Regions from separate parts of the Anas platyrhynchos genome. Here region 2 is linked to region 1. A link is a contact called in public Hi-C data. All regions are on one chromosome and are shown on one strand. Each heading gives the region's core, a stretch centred on a gene start, on an enhancer-like site or on the middle of the called end of the contact. The rest is flanking DNA. Distances are from core to core; before and after follow the strand shown.

The links. Hi-C and Micro-C count contacts between places; a contact is called where the count stands out from the background.
Region 2: a Hi-C map of skeletal muscle shows a contact between it and region 1, with 4 times the contacts expected there. The contact joins the promoter of CIAO2B here to the promoter of CMTM3 in region 1. A contact is called at or near these places in 3 of 8 Hi-C or Micro-C datasets (skeletal muscle and subcutaneous adipose tissue).

What each region holds. Positions count from the first base shown.
Region 1 is chr12:9,532,342-9,536,186 of IASCAAS_PekinDuck_T2T, forward strand. CMTM3 (CKLF like MARVEL transmembrane domain containing 3) reads left to right here and starts at 2,239. Exons shown (of 5, transcript XM_027466761.3): 1 at 2,239-2,429. The coding sequence starts at 2,316. CMTM4 (CKLF like MARVEL transmembrane domain containing 4) reads right to left here. Exons shown (of 5, transcript XR_005268908.2): 4 at 3,823-3,845.
Region 2 is chr12:9,796,988-9,800,832 of IASCAAS_PekinDuck_T2T, forward strand. It overlaps CIAO2B (cytosolic iron-sulfur assembly component 2B), which reads right to left and starts at 2,010. Exons shown (of 5, transcript XM_072043968.1): 1 at 1,806-2,010; 2 at 1,603-1,680; 3 at 1,236-1,361; 4 at 758-803; 5 at 1-233. The coding sequence starts at 1,943. The coding sequence ends at 136. It overlaps LOC101790993 (fatty acyl-CoA hydrolase precursor, medium chain-like), which reads left to right and starts at 2,893. Exons shown (of 14, transcript XM_072043957.1): 1 at 2,893-2,928; 2 at 3,458-3,536. The coding sequence starts at 2,908.

The sequences.
Region 1 (3,845 bases), core at 989-3,488:
AAAAGAGCAGTAACAAGCAGTGAGGGGGAAAAAAAAACAGTTTTGAATATACTTCAGTCTGTTTCCTGAAATACAAGTCAAGTTAGAGTGTGACAAGCAACCAAAAATAAAATAATAATGAACAGAACTTGTCACCTGAGTTTTTCAAAATCAGCCTAAGAGTCAGAGGGATGCAAAGCTGATGTCCTCATTAGTGCTGATAACTGACAACCTAAGCAAAAAGATTTCATGATAAATTGATGGATTATGGCAGAAGGTAATTTATATTCTCAGTTACAAGATGAACATGAATTAAAGTTAAGCTGAAAGCAGAAGACCTTCCAATCAGATAGCTTGGAAAACAAGTTTGGGCACAATGCATGACGTCCTCAGTACTAGGAGAAAGCAAATTGCCTTTAGGCTTGTATTCCTTGGGCACAAACTGTCTTGAACTATGCTTTCCAGAAAAGGCTTACCTTAGCATTACTCCTGCTGATCAGACAATTCTATTTTAAAACATGCTTGAATTAATAGAAAGTGTGGAATCACACTGAAAGGCAAGGGCTGAGAAGGTTAACTGTGCAGTCATTCTGCAAACACACTTTTCCAGCTGCCTGCCCAAAGTCGTATTTTTAAACACTGATGTACATTTTCTTTGAATTCAAATGTTTCCAGTTCAGCGTTCCTGACAGGAGGAGCACTATTACTTTCTTCCTAGGCTTGTTTCTACAAATGCTGACTGCTCTGGGCCAGAAGTTAGATAGTTGTTAGACGCAGAATGATTTTCTTTTTGGATAAAAGCATTGTCTTTTTTAATACAGCATCATTAGCTTCACTTTCAAGGAGAATATTTCTAGCTCTTCAGACAAACATCAGAAAAAGACAGGGTGTAGACTGCTGTATGAAAGGTTGATGGGATTTAAATACCTAATTTATCAGCTGTCTTAAATCATAAACAGATTTAGAAGGCCAGAAGCACCTTGGGCAGATACAATTACTGCTTCTTTGAGGCACAGCAGATGAGTCACTACAGCAAAAGATAGAGGTTCTAAGAGAAAACTAACATTATCGTTATTTTTGCAGGTGCTTGGTTTTGTATTGCTTGTTCTCTGTGTTGTTGATGCAGTTCTTCTTTTCCAGAAGATTAGCATCAGTGGACCAAGAGAAAGGAATGGTTCTGCAAAATAAAATTACTATCTCAGCAAAAGAATAATTTCTTAATTGATTATTGTTAAACTGTTCTCTTTTAAATAATTTGTATTTTCATGTCTTTATCTTTGAATTTCCTGTGCATTTCTCTACATTTTTTGCAAGTATTGTTCATAAGTATTATTACATCTGTATGTAGTTTCAAGTGTTGCAGTTTCACCAGTTTATACTTCACAAAAAATTCTCGTGTATTTCTAAACTGAACTACATCTTCATCTAGATGAAAATTAATTTAATAATTGTCTTTCTGTAATAAAAAGATTTACAAATGGCCCTGAATGCATTATTTAACGTTATTTGTTAAGTGTACTTAGAAGGAGAAGCTATCAGCAAACATCTTAGGAACAAATTTTTTTCACCCTTCATTGTGTTCCCCACTCCACAGGTGGTGAGCATCAGCCTGTGTAAATGTTTTATTGAGACCTTTTGATCCCCGAATTTTCATTTTTATGTTTGTGAGTGTTGGAAGTAACTTCCACAACAATCGCAGTGATGCTGCAGTGTTAATATGCAATGAAGGTAGCAGATAAAGTGAAGTTTGTGTCTTCCATCACAAACTATTACAGTGTGTGTAAGGGTTGCTGCTACAACTGACTTCATGCTCAGGAAGCCCATTCATAAATTTAGGCATCAACTGAGCAAATCTGAGCATTCAAATTAAAGGGCAAGCACCGGTGTGAGGGACAGTTTCAAGGCAGAGGCAGCACAATAGCCAAAAGCTGCGGAAAGGGAACTTGCAGCAGAGCACTTGGTGAGGTACCGAGCTGCGGGCAGGGCAGGGAGAGGCCGCCTGGGCTACCCAGCACAGGAGAAAAAAACAGCAGGAGTGCAGGGGGAAGGTGAAGCCGGGGGGGACGAGGCGCTGAGGGGAGAACCGAGGTGCTGGGGGGGGCGCTGCCCCCTCAGGCTCCCTCCCGCAGCCACCGCGGGGCAGCCGGCGGATCCCGCCCCCCGGGGGCCCCCACCCCTCGGATTTGGGGATGCTGAAACTTTTTTTTTTTTTTTTCACGTTTCCGCATTGTCACGATTTCCGCTTCCCTCCTTCAAAAAAAAAAAAAAAAAAAAAAAAAAAAGCAGCAGCCCGAGCCGCCCGCGCTCCTCCTCGCCAGCCCGCGGCCGCCGCAGCCATGGAGGAGCCCGAGCCGGGGGCCGAGGCCGCCGCCCCGCCGGGGCTGCGCTCGCTGCTGCCGCCGCGGGACTTCCTCGGCTCCCGCAAGGGGCAGCTGCTGCTCGCCGAGTCGGTAAGGGCCGGGGGTGGGCAGCAAGGGCCGGGGGGGGCTGCAGCCTGCGGGTGCCGCGGCCCCGGTGCAGGCAGAGCCCGCTGGGGAAGCGGGAGAGGGGCCGGAGCAGCACCCTGTGCGGTTTTAATTTCAGTCTGCCCCACGGTGCGCACAGGCAGCACAGTGCCCGGCTACACGCGGTAAGTGCTGGTGCTAGCACGGGGCACAAGGCAGCCTGTGGTGCCTGCTGCAGATCGAACTCGGTAATTGGGGATGGGCGCCCTGCTGCAGGGGAGCGCAGCCTCCAGCCTGCGGGGCTGAGCTCCCCCACACCCGTCTGTCCCTGGCCACCCAGGACACAGGGGCTCACCCAAAGGCAGTCATTTAATGTTAACGTACCGAATAGCACAGAACAAGCTTGCTCTAGAAAAACTGCTCCCGTAGAACTACACTGTGGTTTTCCTTAGGGTCAAGTAGTGAGGTCTGGGCTGGCAGTAATTACAGGCCTTTGCCCATCAAGGGCTTCAAGTGTTACACCAACAAGCAAAACACCAGAAAGCCTGACAGATGAACAGTTGGCGGGTGGCAGGCAAAGAGGGAATATATCCACAGGGGTAGCGGGTACTTAGAAAGCAAAAGTTAAACTGAAAGTTAAGTGATTGAAATGACTTTTAGCATCTTTAAACTTCTCAATTTCCGAACACAAAGTTTTCTGCAATTTTAGCAGGAGATTGACAGTTTTGACAGCAGGTAGCCAAACACCAAGACCACCCAAACCAGGGATCGGTATGTTTAAGATCTGTAACATGTCTGTGGCTATCCCCTGCGCTAACCCAGAGGAGGAAATAAGGCAATTCAAGCAAGAGAAAGGAAAGGGCCAGCAGCACAGGCGGGCTCCTGGCTGCCCTACACTGTGCAGTGCCCATGGTGATGGGTGATGGCACGGGGCCAGGCAGCCCTTCCCCATCGGCTCCTGTGAACCTTTGGTCTGTGGGCACAGTCCTGGGGCAGGCAACAAGGGGAAGCAGCCTGGCGCTGTAGGACTGGCATTGAGAGGAGCCTGCTTGTTCAGGAAGTGAGGGCATTTTCTGCGGTGGGGAATCCACGCCTGGGGCTGGGTAGCCGCAAGTCACGGGGCATGTTAGCTCTGCTGGGAAGCCTTAAAACTCCACATAGCCCCGCTCCCTATTCATACAGCATCTGCAGCTGACAAGAAACACATTTAGATGATATGCAAGCCCAACCAACTTTGTTCCTTTGGCACCTATTTTTGTTATGCACTATGACATGTACTGGAATTCCGCATAAAAGCTCACAGCCAGCAAATTATAACTTTCAAGGTGCCTGGCTTTTTAACATTTCTGATGGGTGACATATTTGAGGAATACTATTCTAGTCATGGGATCAGACTTACCCTTCTGTTGACAGAGAGAAGTA
Region 2 (3,845 bases), core at 760-3,259, 260 kb after region 1:
AAACATTTATTCAAGAAAATCCAAGCGATTTTATTTTGCTCATGGATACACGTATAGTGAAACACTAGCATCACCAATTATATACAAAATCCGTTTAACACAGCAGGATATACTGGGGATTTCCTGATCAGGCAGTTATGATCGGGCAGACAGACACTGATTCACCACTTCCAGTAAATGAGAGTTTTCCAAAGCAGCTGCTACACGTTCTTTATCAGCAAGCTGTTTATTAACTGTGCAGAAAAAAATATCAAAAAAAAAAATGGTCAAAACATTGGTATAGAATGTCTTTTTAGAAGCATTTTACATTGCAGTATAATCCCACCACTGCTATGGTAACTCAGACGACTAATTCTGTAGATGCTAAGTGCACCACAGAGTTGTGGTCTCAAGTCAAAGCTACCATATTACCACAGGTTAAACCAGCAAGTTATTTATGATTAATCAACAGAGAGCTGTACATGTATAGGTCCAACAGGAAACGAAATTTACCCCAGCCTTGCCCCTTTTTCTGAGCCCTCCAAGCAAATCAGTAACTACATGAGAGCACAGGTTGTCCACGGAGATGTTAAAGTAAAGTAAAAAACATTTCTAAATTTCATTATTACACATGCCTGTTCTGTAACATTCCCCAGAAGGGGCTTGGTGCATGTAAAGTGCCAGATACTAAACAGCTGCTCTGCAGGTGGAAAAACTTATCTTCTAATTTTCAAGATTAATAAAAGAAAACCACACAGGAGAACACTAAAAAGCTTACCTGCATGCTCAGAGGCATGTGTTCCTGGTGTTATATGAACATCCATCTTAAAAAGCATCAAGAAAGAAAAGTGTCCAGTTAACAAAACATTGGAAGTTCAAAGTAAAACTATTTAATACAGAAAATACTGCAATAAGAAGACAAAACAAAAAAAAGATATTCTTGCCAATGCCAGATACTCTACACCGCAGCATAAAACCAGGTCTAAAATTAAAAAGCCTCAAGCTCTCCTCCCATGCCATGCTGTAGAGGCCAGCAGGTACCTTCCCATCATAACCCCACTCACCTGTGACATGGCCATCACAGAACTGGAACTCTGCAACCATTTTTCAGTTTAGTTCCTACCCCAATTCCTAGAGTGTTTCCCTTCCCCATAATACGAAAGAAAAAAGCTCCGGTTATTTTATGCTGTAAGTTAGTTAGCCGCCTTTTAAACACCATTCCTCCCTTGTGCTTTCCAGAGTGATTCATTACTCACCTTAAATCTCTCGGGCAGAGATCTGATCAATTTTACTTTGATGGACAGGCCAATTAACGTTGCCATGCTGCAGTGGGGAATCGTGGGGGTGAACTCCACTGCCACGGTGCTCTCGGCATCGTTCACCTGTCGGAAAGCAAGCAAATAATTGCTGTGTGCAAAGCTGCACCCCAGCTAGCTGGAGGCACATTGTGCACAACACAGCTCGAAGCTGTGCTTTGCTGCGCGTGGGTTCTTCACTGCTTTGAGGACTGTTTAAATGCAGTAGGTAGCTAATAACAAACCTCATGGCACAAAACCGAACAACCAAACATCCCCACACAAACAAACAACCAGAAACAAAGCAAAAGAGAGAACAAAACCTCACTTTAACTCGAACTTGCTCAACAACATTCAGCTCCTCCAGAGTGAGGGGGTGCTCGGGATCGTTGATGGAGCGGATGAGATGTGTCAGGTTAAGGAAAGGGCCCCGCGCTGTGTCCTGTCCCTATCCCTGTCCCTGTCCCTGTCCCAGTCCCCCTGTCCTGCATCCTGCCCTGCCCCGGCCTGCCCCGGCCTTCCCGTCAGGATATCGAAGATCTCCCGGTCGTCGATGGAGTCGGGCAGCTCGTCGTCCTCCTCCCTCGCCGTCACGGGCCGCTCCCCGGAGCGGCGGTAGATGAGGGGGTTGGCGTTCTCCAGCGGCGCCCCGCCGGCCGGGCCCACCATGGCGGGAGGCGGCGGAAGGAGCCCGGCCGCCCTTCCCCGCCGCACCGGACGGGCGGAGCCGCGCTGAGGGGAGCGGGGCGGCCCCGCTGCCGCTGCGGGAGCGCCCTCGTGTGGGCGAGCGACGTGCACAACCCCCGGAACGGCGGGAACGTGGTCTGCTGTATGGCTGATTTCTCCTCACAGAACGAGTGATGTGTTGGGTTTTGTGGCTGTTGCCCAGGTGACACCTTGCTGCCTGCATCAGGTCGTAGTTATCGGTAGTAAAACACCTCAGGCTGCCGGAGGTGGATTCCCCGGTGGCTAGCAGAAATAAAAGCTCGGATCCCGTGTTGCTGATAATAGTATTTGTGTAATAGATGCTGGCATAGGTGTCTAAACTTCTTTGGCAGCCATTTGACACCTGCCACTAACAGGACCATTTCAGATACCACCAGTGTCCGTGCAGCACATCTTACTCTGACAGTTCAGTTAGCTGATTAGCTGCAAAGTCAGGTTTAGAAAGCATGCGCTTTTCTCTCTGTGTTGGTATTGTTGCTGTTGTAGGCAGTTCTTTTAATTCAGAATCACAGAATCACAGAATTTCTAGGTTGGAAGAGACCTCAAGATCATCGAGTCCAACCTCTGACCTAACACTAACAGTCCCCACTAAACCATATCCCTAAGCTCTACATCTAAACGTCTTTTAAAGACTTCCAGGGATGGTGACTCCACCACCTCCCTGGGCAGCCCGTTCCAGTGCCTCACAACCCTTTCAGTAAAGAAGTTCTTCCTAACATCTAACCTAAAACTCCCCTGGTGCAATACTATAATAAAAGTGCATATCGATTTTTTTTTTCTCTTTTCCTTTGTGCTCATTTGTTCTTTGGCATATTTAATCAATGTAAATCACTATAAATTAAATAGCAAGGTATTTAATTGCTAATACATCTGATACTACATTTGTTGGCTGAAGAAGGAGAGGAAAATGCTGGTCCACGCTGCTGAGGTGAGTAAGAATTGTTAATTTGGGACTCACTCAGAGTTCATTTAAGCTGATCGAATCCCACTGCCTGCTTTTGTCTTTTGAATCAGTCATTTTTACATTGAAAGGTCATAAAAGTAAGTTTTCTAGCCCATTCTTTGGAGGTTTTAGTGACCCAATACCGTATGTAGACTTCTCATTTTGGGCATCTGCATTAGACCAGGTAAGCGTTAACTTTGTATTCCATATAAAAATTGAGTGACTAAATTTGAACCAAAGTGTGATAAGAGGATAACTGATTTATATCAGATAATAGACAGTGCTAACTCTGATTTACACTGTGAATTCATTTTCTGAGAGTTATTTCAATATCTAGTCATTGAGATGAAGACAAAGGGTGGAAATCTGGGTTTTAAATTTAAAAATATCTTGTGTTAAAAGAAACTTGGGAAAATGGGATTTTTTGTGTCAGAATGCCATTCACTTGGAAGGAGTCTCATTTTCCTTTCTTTAATATAGACCTCACCTCCTACTTACATCTTTTCATTTTCAGATTGAACTGGAACAAAATAACTGCAACAGAAAGAATTTTACAGAAAGACTTGAGGGAAGTATTAAAAATAAGAGGCAAGGTATGTCCTACAATGCATGTTTGAACAGTTCCGAGTGAAATTTGTGAGAAATTGTCACACATCTCCACAACTAGCACAACACAGAGACTTAAGAACTATATAAGAAACGGCAAATAGCTCTGAATTCTCTTGCACTGTAATTTTCAGATCATTCATGATCAGGATTGGATAACAATTAAGTAAGTTACACTAAGGGATTGTATTTACATTTCATATCAATTACAGCTCTGAAAGTGCTTAATGCAGTGTATGTTTGGAAGGGAATTTAGCTGCACTCCCTACCAAGAGGGCAGTCCTTAGGGACCTTTG